Linked DNA regions of Mus musculus: region 1 is linked to region 2. Evidence: chromatin contacts called from public promoter capture Hi-C data. All regions are on one chromosome and are shown on one strand. Each heading gives the region's core, a stretch centred on a gene start, on an enhancer-like site or on the middle of the called end of the contact. The rest is flanking DNA. Distances are from core to core; before and after follow the strand shown.

Evidence for each region. Promoter capture Hi-C pulls out the DNA fragments that hold promoters and counts their contacts.
Region 1: a contact with region 2 is called in a promoter capture Hi-C map of stem cell-derived epiblast-like cells, with 3 times the contacts expected there. The contact joins the promoter of 1700006H21Rik here to the promoter of Dimt1 in region 2. A contact is called at or near these places in 3 of 39 promoter capture datasets (liver and stem cell-derived epiblast-like cells).

What each region holds. Positions count from the first base shown.
Region 1 is chr13:107,682,706-107,688,923 of GRCm38.p6, forward strand. It overlaps 1700006H21Rik (RIKEN cDNA 1700006H21 gene), which reads left to right and starts at 4,692. Exons shown (of 3, transcript NR_045900.2): 1 at 4,692-4,879. Gm52061 (a long non-coding RNA gene) reads right to left here. Exons shown (of 2, transcript XR_003950694.1): 2 at 4,480-4,946.
Region 2 is chr13:106,943,741-106,949,829 of GRCm38.p6, forward strand. It overlaps Dimt1 (DIM1 dimethyladenosine transferase 1-like (S. cerevisiae)), which reads left to right and starts at 3,389. Exons shown (of 12, transcript NM_025447.4): 1 at 3,389-3,543; 2 at 3,846-3,919; 3 at 4,961-5,047; 4 at 5,815-5,876; 5 at 5,952-6,045. The coding sequence starts at 3,465.

The sequences.
Region 1 (6,218 bases), core at 3,442-5,941, 740 kb after region 2:
TGGCAATGCAAGGAAGAAGAAATGGATGGGATTCCCAATCTCCAGGGGTCCACAGTCTCATGAGTCACAGGGCTGTGATAAGTCTTTCAGCAAAGAGTGACATCCAGGCAGCAAAGCCTACTCTGCTTCTGGAGTAGACAGCCAGCCTTCCTCAGGAAACCTCAGACAGCTATAACGCTAGGCTACACCACACGAGGACAAGAACTGTGAGTACCCAGGATGACAGGGGCAACAGATCCAAGCCAGGGTCTTCTCTCTGCCTGGTCCTTGCCTTGCTCCCTTGCTCCCCCAACTCTCTCCAGCCTTTGTGCCTTCCTACTGTCCCTCAGATTCCCCAAGCTCTTTCTAGACTCACAGCCTCTGCCATTCTTTCTCCCTGGATGACCTCCTCCCCCCCCCCACCCCCCCGCCCAATTTTATGGACAAGGGTCTTTCTTGTCATCAGTCCCGCCTCAGTTAAATGTATTCATCAGATCATCACCAACTCTCAGCCAAAGGATGGCCACTCTGCTGTGTTCTGTGTTGGTTGCTAAATGCTCCTTTCAAAAGGCTGTCAGTTTTATCGTGTGTGTGTGTGTGTGTGTGTGTGTGTGTGTGTGTGTGTGTGTGTGTGTGTGTGTATTTATCTGACTTGGATCTCTGTGCATCTCCTCTCTTTTGAAATACGTACTCCACCGATCTTGTTTGGTTCCCTGTATCTCAGCAATTACTCCAGAGCCTGACATGTGCTTGGTGTCTTTAAAATATTCATTGGCTGGCCAAAGAAATGAGTTGATACAAATACAAATGCTACCACTGGTTATATCAAACATTCAGGCAGTGCAAGCATCAGGCACAGCCCTCCATGTGTCTGAATTATTAACGTCCTTAATAACATTTCAGCTGAGTCGTGAAGAGGCAAATAGAAGTTTCCAGGCACAGGATGGAGGTAAGGGTGTCCCAGGCAGAGAAAACAGGACATGCAAATGCTCTGAGCTGTGAAGCCCTAGGACAAAATCACCAGTTCACAGCAGGCAAGGCATGGTTAGGGAAGGGCCAGGAGATGTGTTAAGATACAGGCTGGAGAGGTTGAGAGGTGATGGGAAGGCCAGTCCATGCTTCAGATTTCATGTCTTAGCAGCCAGCTCAGGGACACAGGTATCTCGCTGTGTTCATGGCAACATTTCTACAGCCCATAGCTACCCCTGGCAGTGCCCAGTGTCTGTTGTGACCATTGATTATAAGTAATGACTAGCTTATAGCTTCTCTGCTGCTTGGTCATATATTTTGGGGGTTGTGGGTGTCTCTGTAGATGTTTCTGTATGAGAGAGACTAAAACTGAATGAGGCTGATTGCTCTCCAGTGTGGGGGTGGGCCTAAGCCAGCTAAGGGAGGAGGGTCTGAAGAAAACAAAGGGCTGAGCCTCAAAGCCATCCTATTATAGCTCAAAGGACAGCTGTCCTGGGTCTCCAGGGTGCTGACTCATCCTGCAGATCTCCAGGTTTGCCAGCCTCCATAGCTGCATAAACTAATCCCTTTTCATAAACCTTGTGTACACTTACGAAGGGACCGCATGTCTCTCTGAAGACCCCACCTTATACAATCAGATCTTTACCTTGGCGTGAGGAGGAGAAGGGGATGGAGAAACAACCTAAGGTCTCGGAGAGGAGGGGGAAGGATGAGTGAGGGCAGAGTAACAGACAGACAGACAAACAGACAGACAGACAGACAGACAGAAGGTTCCCCTCCCCCACTCACCTCTAGGGCTCTGCTGTGAGTGGCTGTAGACCCCAAGTCAAGAGACAAGCTGAACCAAGGCCTGTCTCCAGGTTCTAATGACAGCCCCCTTCCTCACTGCTTTAATGAGCTGCAGTCAGGCCTCTGACAGATAGCGGCTTGGCTGTCGATTTGGGATATTAGAAGACAGGACCCAGACTGGGTTCATTAGTAGCACATGTAAATGTTCACCCCCTGCACCCAAAGACAAAGCAGAAGAGTTCCAGGTTTGGGTGAGTTCATTAGTTGTTTTGTTTTTAAACCATTGTCTGCCACACTCTGCTGCTTCTAGCACGGGATCAGTAGCAGTAGCTAGCAAGGAAGAGTAGAAAACATGGAACAGACCAGACTCCTCAAAGGGGCAGTTGGCTGTGTGTGGCTCAGGGACATTAGACTCAGACTTATCCCATCTCTGACTTAGCTATGGATCTTGAGGCAACTGTTTATCCCCACGTCCTGTTCTCTGTGATTCAGTGTGCTCAAAGGTCCCTCTGGGTCTGACACTTAAGGTGACAGACTCTTCATGCCAAGTAGGGCTCAGGAGCCTCCTTGAAGTATTCAATGCTAAAAACTCAATTTCAAAATCTGAGGAGGGGCTACTCTCCCCTCCCCTCTGTCCAACTTCCAACTTCTGTGGTCAAAAGACAAGAGAAAAAATGAACCACCTTATCTGCTGTGTACAAATTGTATTCAGTCTTAAACTTGCCATGTTTGAAATATTCATTCCTTTTCAGTCTCTGTCTGTCTCTGTGTGTGTCTCTGCCTCTCTTCCTCTCTCTGTCTCTGTTTTTCTACGTGTGTGTGTGTGTGTGTGTGCACATGTGCACGTGTCTGTCTGTCTGTCTGTCTGTCTGTCTGTGTGTCTCTCTCTTTAAACTTAGTACCAGGTTCTGAGAATCCCAAGCCACTAGGGAAGGCCACCTGCAAACATTCAGGCAAGCATCCTGGCAGAGCTCCACACCAACACCAGCATCCCCGGCCAGCCTTGAAAACATGAGCAATCTTTGACCTTGGGCAAGCTTGGTACACAGTAGTGGATCACTGGAACACCTAACTTCTGCAGCATGAGGAATGAAGAACACAGGAGACTGAAAAGATTATAAAAATGTATCTCATAAGCCCTGAATTGCTCCACAAATATAAAGTCTCACTGTTAATGTCACAAGTTTTGCTACGCTCTTCCAGTTCTTTCCAAAAAACTCATCGCCTGGCCTTTTGTTTCAGCCAAATTTGGGCTCTTGTCTCAGGCAGCTTTCTGCTTTGGCTCTGTGCATGAAGTTTTATATTTTCCAGGTGAGGTTTTATGTGAGGCCAAGAGGCCTCTGGGTTTGCCTAAGCAAGGGTCTTCATCTGCATGATGATCCTCCTTCATAAATCTGTGTATAGGTGAATTTCAAATCCCAGGTTTTCACTGCACACTCCTATATGGAAAGAGGTATCCACATGTGTCCTTGGTAATGGATGTTCCTAATTGTCCTGGAAGCAAACATTCCCCAGCCAAAATATTTGCAAATGTCTCTTGCAGACAATTGTCTACCACCACAGTGCACAGGGTCTTGCATTAAAAATGGCAGGTCACAGTGACCACAGAGAGAAAATACGACCAGAGCAAGCTTACTGTGGCTTCTTTTTAATGACCTAAACAAACTCACTGCTAAAAAAGAACTATGAGACTTACACTAAGGAGCTGGCTCAGTTGGTAAAGTGCTTGCCTTTTGCAAACACAAGGACCTAAGTCAATCCCCAGAGCCCATATTGAAAAAGCCAAGTACGGTGGCATTTGTAATGCCAACACTAGGGAGGCAGAGTCAAATAGGTCTGGGACTTGCTAGCTGACAAGCTCCAGGAAATTGAGATACCCAGCCTTAAACAGACTTAGGGATGATGCCTGAGGATACCCTATGCCCTCCATACATTTGTGCACACGCACACACTTCCTTATGTGAGAACCTGCACATATATGAATGCACACAAACACACACATACACATATACCAAAATAAAATAAAAATTAGGAAACTAATTCTCTAACAGAGTTAAATCACAGAGCAGGACCTTCCAGCCCAAACCATCAACAGTAGAAATCTTTATCTTTTTCAATACTTTCATTATTATATCAAGCCTGAAAGGTGACATCGCATGCTTTTTAAAATATCTATCCAACGGTTCAAATTTCTTTGTCTTCTAAAACAGAAATAAATGAAAGAAACTTTGATGGAGAATCTAGCTATCTGGACATACAATTTAAAGTATCTCTGGATGTCACCCCCACCCTCACACCCCTGAATAGTGTTTGAAGTTGGGTTTTTCTTTTTTCTTTTTCTTTCTTTCTCTCGCTCTCTCTTTTGTTTGTTTGTTTGTTTGTTTGTTTGTTTTTCGAAACATGGTTTCTCTGTGTAGTCCTGGCTGTCCTGGAACTCACTCTGTAGACCAGGCTGGCCTTGAACTCAGAAATCCTCCTGCCTCTGCCTCCCAAGTGCTGGGATTAAAGGCATGCTCTCTCCCTGTTTCCTTGACCAGTTAACATAGACAGAAGACAAAGCATCATCGTCGCCGTTTCACAAGTCCAGGAGGATCAAGCCCGGCCTCTCCCTATCTTTTCAGGGGACCATGCCTGGGCCATCATTTGTCTTGAATCATCCTGTGGGAACAGGACTGAGGATGGGGAAGGAGAGGGGACGGAGTCACACGATGAATCCCAGGAATCAGACTCCAGAGACCAGCATCAGGGTGCAGATCTGAGTTTATTGCACAATGCATAAACTTATATACAGTGTTTGAGCCAATCCCAAGCCCCTAAATCCTCAGCCAATCATATCTCACCACACTGTCACTGTGCCCCAATGAAAGCTGTGCCTGATGAGGTAACTCAGAAGGAACTGGGCCGTTAGGACTTCCGGGGTAAGCAGTTCCTTCCTGCTGTCTCACGGGTGTTCTGGGAGACATCTTAGATCTAATGAGGACGCTTCGAGGAGTCGCAGGAGCTTGTGGCGAGCTTGTGGCGCCTCGCTCTCCATCCCACACTTTCCTTCATGAGGTTGATCTCCACACCCCCGCACCATTCTGACCTGTGCTGTCTGGAGGATGGCTCATACAGGGGCTGGAAGTCGGCAAAGAGTTCCCAGGTCAATTCTCACACCAGCTAGTCGCCATCTAGATTCCATCAGTGATGAGGACTAGGAGAATGGGGTGCTGGAAAAGGGGGTGCAGTCTTAGGTTCCTCCTGGCACCCGGAAGATGCAAGAGGCAGTTCTGGGCTTATGGGAAACCTGAGCACCTTAATGCTTTTCATACATTTATAGCACACATGTCAGAGTATTATGTCTTTGTAAGCGCTAGCACAGGCTTCTGGCTTCTTGAATCTTGTCCATATACCAACTTCCCAGTCCATATACCAACTTCCCAGTCCATATACCAACTGTCCAGGAATACAGCAACCCTGGTTGGGGGGGTTATAAGATTTTCTCTATATAATTGTAGCTCAGTCCCTAATGTCTGAATAAATTCATCTTCTCTCTTTCTTCCCTTTCCCTTTCTTCTCTTTCTCTCCCTTCCTCCTTCCCTCCCTCCCTTCCTCTTTCTTTGGCCTTCCTGACACTTCCCAGATTGATAACAAATTGCTGCATCGAATTTCTTCTGTTTGGTTTACTTAGAGAAGCTTTAGTTTTTTTGTTGTTCTTTTAAAAAAATTTTATTAGGTATTTTCTTCATTTACATTTCAAATGCTATCCCAAAAGTCCCCTATACCCCCCTCACCTGCTCCCCTACCCACTCACTCCCACTTCTTGGACCTGGCTTTCCCCTGCTTTAGTTTTCTTTACAAAACTGCTGGCAGTTTGTAGATCAAAACACCCCTAGGATGCCCCATTCTCTGCCTACTTGGTAGCCAGCTACTCTGTCTCTCTTATGAACTCCAATTTGAATTAGATTAACAATATTTCCCAACCCTTAAATTCCCAGTCTCTTTGTACTTCCCGGGTAACTACGTGACAATTTTGGCCAAGGAAATAAGGAGTTTTCTGGGACTTAGAGGGAACTGTTTTCTTTCCTGGTAAGATGAAACAGATAGGAATGGAGCCACCGGTTATACTCTTTTTCTATTTTGCATAAATGTGTGATGCTGGGACCTGCAGCAGCCTCTTTGCATCCACGAGTCAACAAACTTGAGAATCAAAGGGGGATCCTCTAGAAATGATGCAGTGGAAACAGAACATTGGTGTTCTGTCGAACATGGGCGTGAGATGCACACCATGGGACCAGTTTAGCCTTCCCAGTCCATCTTTCAGTGCCATCCCTACCATAGCTGTAGGAATCCCCAGGACTTTCCTTGAACTCAGTTCTTTTGCAGTAACTTCCGGCTTAATTTGTCCACCCAGGAACACTGGACACTGCTCTCCAGCTCCCATTAGCTGTTTTCAGGTGCACGCAAGGCTTCTCCCAAGAAGGCAGAAAACAGATTCAGAA
Region 2 (6,089 bases), core at 2,139-4,638:
ACCCACCCACCCCCACTCCCTAATTTTTTTTTTAATTTTAGCTTTCTTATAACCTCTACATTTAAACATTTAAGTCAATATTGGGAGGGAAAAGGGATAACATTTTCAAAAATCTCTTTTCAGAATGAATAGTTTATTATTCCAAACATCCAAATTAAATGTCTCCTGAAACCAAAGCTAACTCTCTCCAAAGATCCCACCGAGATAAAAAGCATTTTAAAAAAAAAAAAATCATGTTCTATTTGGGCAGTGCATTTCACCGTTTCCTCTGCTTCCAGCTGACTTTCAGAAACAACACCATAGTAGCTCATAAAAATATACAGATCTCATTGGCTTTTTAAACATTAAAACATTGTTGGGATAATCCTTTGGTTCACAGTTGAAAGGCTGTCTTTGCATTATTCAAGTGTTGGTTTCCATACCAGCAGAGAGTTTAGTACTGTCTGACTTTGGTAGTGTTACTTTTAGGGATCATCAGCTGTCTCTGTAAGCTCTTGTCCATCACTTCTGATCCGTTTAATAAAGAGCTGACTGCCAGTAGCTGAGGAGAACAGGAATGTTGGGCAGAGATAGGAACTGTGGGAAGAATCGAGAGGCAGCAATTCTCCATCAACACATGGAGGAGGTCGTACATACCAGGACTGCGTAATGGGTAAAGGGAGAGTCATGTAGCAAATGTAGACTTGAATCACTGGGTTAATTAAGTTAGAAGAGCTAGCTGCAAGGTGGCCAACTAAGGCCTAAGCTATAGCAAATAATGCTTCGAGTGCAGATTTTAATGTTTTGATATACCAAATCTTCATTGTACACCACTTCAAAACCTGTCTAGGGCTCACCTTGAACTATGGGTTGTATAGGCTTCACCTGCCAAGTACTGTCCTGTCGTGTGTAGCTTTTGCTACCCTGCCTAAGCTCTGGAACTGGCTGCGATACCAGCCCCCACCCAGCTTCCCTTGAATCTACAAATTTAAACACACACACACACACACACACACACACACACACACGTGCTGGGCGGTGGTGGTGCACGCCTTTGATCCCAGCACTCAGGAGGCAGAGCAGGCAGATTTGTGAGTTCAAGGCCAGCCTGGTCTACAAAGTGAGTTCCAGGACAGCCAGGACTATACGGAGAAACCCTGTCTCGAAAAACCAAAACCAAAACAAACAAACAAACAACCCCACCCCCACACGCACCAGTTAACCTTAAAACGCCTTTGCTAACTCAATGACTGAGCACTGCTAAACCTCTTCTGCCACTCCAGGTATAATCGGACAGAGTGTCCATTAGCCACTCAAAAAGGAAAACTCACATGGCTGGTTGGCATTATCTCCTACAGCTCCTCCTTCTTCTTCCCCAGCTCTCTCCATTCTGCCTTCGTCCTCCCACTCAACTCTAAGTGTCCCTCCCCATTCTCAGTCATCGGGCGCTGGTATCTTTATTGATGGATCAAGAGCCAGTTGGAGAACCTGAGCATTAGAACTAACCCCTACACTGTCCTGATTCATTTCTTTTAGTTTTTTCTTCTGTTTTGTTCAAAAAGTAGTCAGATTCTTGTTTGTCCTGTTCATCACTGTCGTAATGCTGACAGTCCAGGAATGTCCATGCAGAAAAATTCTCAAATTACCAAAGCTGCCATTTTCGTGTACCTAGCCTAGGTTGTAATTGTTGTGGTCCTGATAGGTGTGCAGTGACCTTGCATCTGAAAAATGAACTGAAGGCCTTTCAGCATGGTCTCAACATCAGCTTTGGGGCCGAGTGTGAAGTCTAGCATGCGCAGTGCTGCTGCCATAGGGAAGAGAAGGCTGGCGCCATGTCCCTGGGAGGTAGACCAGGAGTCTGGGGTATTGCTAGGTGTGTGAGACTGCACACCTCCCCCTTTTAAAAATAAGCTATTTGTAAAAGCAGTGGTGATGTCATGTTCAGATTCCACGAAGGAACTTTGAATTGCTGAGTGCCAGTAACTGCGAGGGGAAGCTTAAGTTCCAGAAAGAAAAACAACGCCATAATTTTTTTTTTTTTTTTTTTTTTTTTTTTTTTTTTTGCTAATCGCGTATTTTGGCTTTTGTAACTGTAGTTAGCTTGCAACTGCGGGATGGGAACCTTGAGGGCTTTCCAGGCTCAGAGATGAATGAACTTGGGTCCGGAATACCCAGCTGTAGTCACCTGCGGCTGGAAGAAAGGCTTTCCATTGGCTCATAGGCAGTGTTCAAGTGCTCCTTGGTGGGAACCCCATAATAGTCGACTATAAATAAAAGATTATATTAGGATATTTTAGAACTTTCCCTGTGCTCGAATTACAGCAAAGAAAGGAAGGACTAAAACCTAGGCTACGAGAAAAAAAAAAAAAAAAAAAAAAGCCGGGCGGTGGTGGCGCACGCCTTTAATCCCAGCACTTGGGAGGCAGAGGCAGGCAGATTTCTGAGTTCGAGGCCAGCCTGGTCTACAAAGTGAGTTCCAAGGACAGCCAGGGCTATACAGAGAAACCCGGTCTTGAAAAACAAAACAAACCAAAAACCAAAACAAACAAACAAAAACCTAGGCTACGGAACAGGTTCTTAGCAGTAGCCTTTGGTGGTTGATTGCAAAGACTTTCTTCAGCGCACAAACAGAAAAATTAAAACCGAAACATTACACTGGCAAGAAAAACAGCCATGAATCTTTTATTCTGTATGTTACAGCCCGGCGTATAATCCCATTACAATATCCAACACATACCTGTAATCAATCCCATTTACAGGGTTTTGAAATTGTTATAGCCTTTATCTTTCAATAAATAAACATTGAGAGCAGCATATTTTAACTATGACATTCCAGTGCTGGAACTCAGCAAAACGACGAGAAAATGAACAAAAAGCATAGAGAAGTAACCAGTAAGTGCCGTGTTGGAACGAGAGCTAATTCTAATCTAACTGCTTTCCACAACGGAGAGACATGTTACCCTAAACCACCAAGCTCCGTGTCCATCGAGCCTAGGCTTCTCAGCCCACAACCTGCAGGGAAACAGGAGAGACACGAGAGATCTTTCCGCAGATATCAGAATGTCCCAGGGCAGTGCCAAATGAAGCACCCAATTTGCCGAGACCCAACCAATCCTAACTGCCTGCCTGAGCGGCGCGGTTTCCTCTGGGAAATCGGGCTCTTGGGGAAGTTGTTGCTCCAGCTAAAACTCTAAAATCCGGTGGCTAACCCGCTGGAGCCAGCCTTGCCTCCGGAGGAGCTCACCAGACAGAAACTACAATCTCAGCAGCCACTGGGCTCGAGTCCGCCTTGCCGCGGGAGGAGCCCATAAGAGACTACAATTCCCAGCAGCCACTGGGCTCCGGCCTGCCGCTGACTGGGTGGGTCGGTGATCGCAGTGGGCGGGGAAGTGGGCCTCTCGGGCGCCTAGTCGTGACGGCGACTGAGGGCGACTTCCACGCGGTTCCCGGCTGCTTTCGCTTGGCACAGGGACTCCTCCGAGAAGATGCCGAAGGCCAAGTCCGCAGCGAGTAGCCGCCGGCGGGATCGTCAGGAGCAGCGCCGGGAGCTGAAGCGAGCTGGAGGTGCGGTGTGGAGGATGCTTGGGACTGACCCGCGGCGGGGGAGCCCTACGGTGGCCTGCGCCTCTAGCCGCCCCGAGGAGGGTGGGCGCTCAGCGCTGACCCTTCCCCGCGCGCGCCTGGTCTTCCTTGCCAGCAGGAGGGATGGATGGACTCAAAGATACATCCCAACCCCGGCCGGGAGCGCGGCGCTTGTGGATGCATTGGAGCAGAAACCGTCCCGGGTCCATCCTGCTTCTCTGGGACGGCCTGAGATCGGTTCTTGAAAAGTTGGGAAATTAAGGCTGCTTCGTGTTTTATTTCAGGACTCATGTTCAACACAGGGATCGGACAACACATTTTGAAAAATCCTCTAATTGTTAACAGCATCATCGATAAGGTGGGTGTTAACGATGAAAGGCAGAGCGTTTGTGGATTGTATTTTTCTGACTACTTAATGCCTGTATGCCTAAGTTGCATGCCCATAATTATCCCAGCATTTGGGGAAGCTGAGGCAGGGTGATATGCTCGACCGCAGCCTACATACTAAGAAAATATAAACCAAGATAGGGTGCCTGACAGAATAGTTGCTCTGTATGTATATGTTGGATGGGTTGAGAATTGCCCAGTGATTTCCAGATTATTTCCACTTTTTGGAGGCTCCATCTTGTTTTTGGAACTGGGTCTCATGTAATTCAGGGTGGCCTCAAACATGGTGTGTGTCAAAGCCAGCCTTGAACTCCACTTTGCAAGCGTGTATCATTTTGATCACTTTCTAAGTACATCATCGTTACTCTTTTTATTCCAGACCGTAAATTTACGTCCAAATCACACTGAGTTTGTTCCTCAGGAAAAGATATGGTACTGCATATGAACTGTTTGGAGGATTCCTTCTGTATGGGTTACTGTGCTGTGCTTATGGAGGATTGAGGGCCTGGAGGTAAAATACAGACGGTACAGGGAGCATCCTGGAGCCATAGAGTATAGTTCTCCAGTCTCACCGAATATTCTACTCATAAGCATATGCACACTGGTAACGTTTTGTATGGTTACTATATTCTTAAAACTGTACAGTGGTTAAGAATTGAGAAATCTTTTCCATTTGAATGCACTCTTTCCCATTTGAACTCTTTGGAAGTTACAATTAGTTACAGTTTGCTGGAATTATTGCCAATGTAGAAAGCAGGAACCCACCAGTAGAACCGATTGCTCTTGCTTTTGTTCTGGCTCCAGAAGCTGAGTATATCCCCTAAGTTAGGAAATACAGGTTTTCACTTATACCTAATGCCTTTGAGGTACTACTGCTGTTAACCACATAAACCCTGAAAAAAATGAAGCCAGAGTAAAATGTCTTTAACTGTACATTGATAAACAGAAACAGTCACTTACAGACTTTGTGTTCAAGTGGGCCAGAGCATAAAGGAGTTGTGTTTATTTATAGGCTGCTTTAAGACCTACCGATGTGGTGCTGGAAGTTGGGCCTGGGACTGGCAATATGACTGTCAAGCTGTTAGAAAAGGCCAAAAAGGTAAAAGTGGGGTTTCGTGTGTTACTCTCAAATTAGCTCAGCTGGTTTACAAATGTGAATGTTTTAATAAATTGGCATTGTTCCAATAGTAGTTAGTGGGCCCTTAGAAATTTTATCTCTAAAAATGAGATCTTTCTATCAAAGAAAACAAAATCTACACTTGATGTATTGGTGGGTGATCTAATATAGGAATGGGCCATGTGTTTAAAGGAGTAATAATAAAATAGAAAGTCTGAGATAACCCACAGGGCAGCAGCTAACCATTATGAAGCCTGGAAGAACAGAGCCGTGAAGTTAAAGTCATTAGGACCAAGTTCAGCAGGAGACTCAGAGGGTAGGATGATGATGAAGAATGGGTCAGGGAGTCAACCAGAATCAGAAACTCAAATGGCTACGATGTAGAAGTGGTCACGACACTTGGTGAAGCCCCTGTGGATGTGGCAGGAAAATAGTTCAGCTTTATCCACTTCCATTCACCTGGAGTGCTATGGTTTCTACTCTGGATGTCAGTTGATGAGAGTACTTGTAGGTCCCTTCTATGCTGTCTAAAAACCACTAACTACATAAAGTGTTGTCATCATCTGTTCAGTAACACAGCATGGAGACAGATCAGACAGGATGTTGTTTTAAGTGTAGAAAAGAGTAGAGCTGGTGTTTGTGTTAAGACTGAAAAAAGCTTAAGTCATTGTAGCTCCTATGAGTTATTACTGGGAGGGTAAAAAACATTTATACTCCACAATCAAGCTTTTTTGTTATTGTTAATCTAGGTAGTTGCCTGTGAACTTGATCCAAGGCTAGTAGCTGAACTTCACAAAAGAGTTCAGGGCACGTGAGTATATGTAATAACTAAAGGGCATTTCAGTCTTCTCAAACAAGCTCTTACAATTTCTCTCCTTGTTTTCAGGCCTCTGGCCAGCAAACTCCAGGTCCTGGTGGGAGATGTACTGAAATCAGATTTGCCATTCTTTGATGCTTGTGTGGCAAACTTGCCTTATCAGGTATTTCTCAAGCTGTCAGAAGCGTCACACTGAGCATTTCTCTG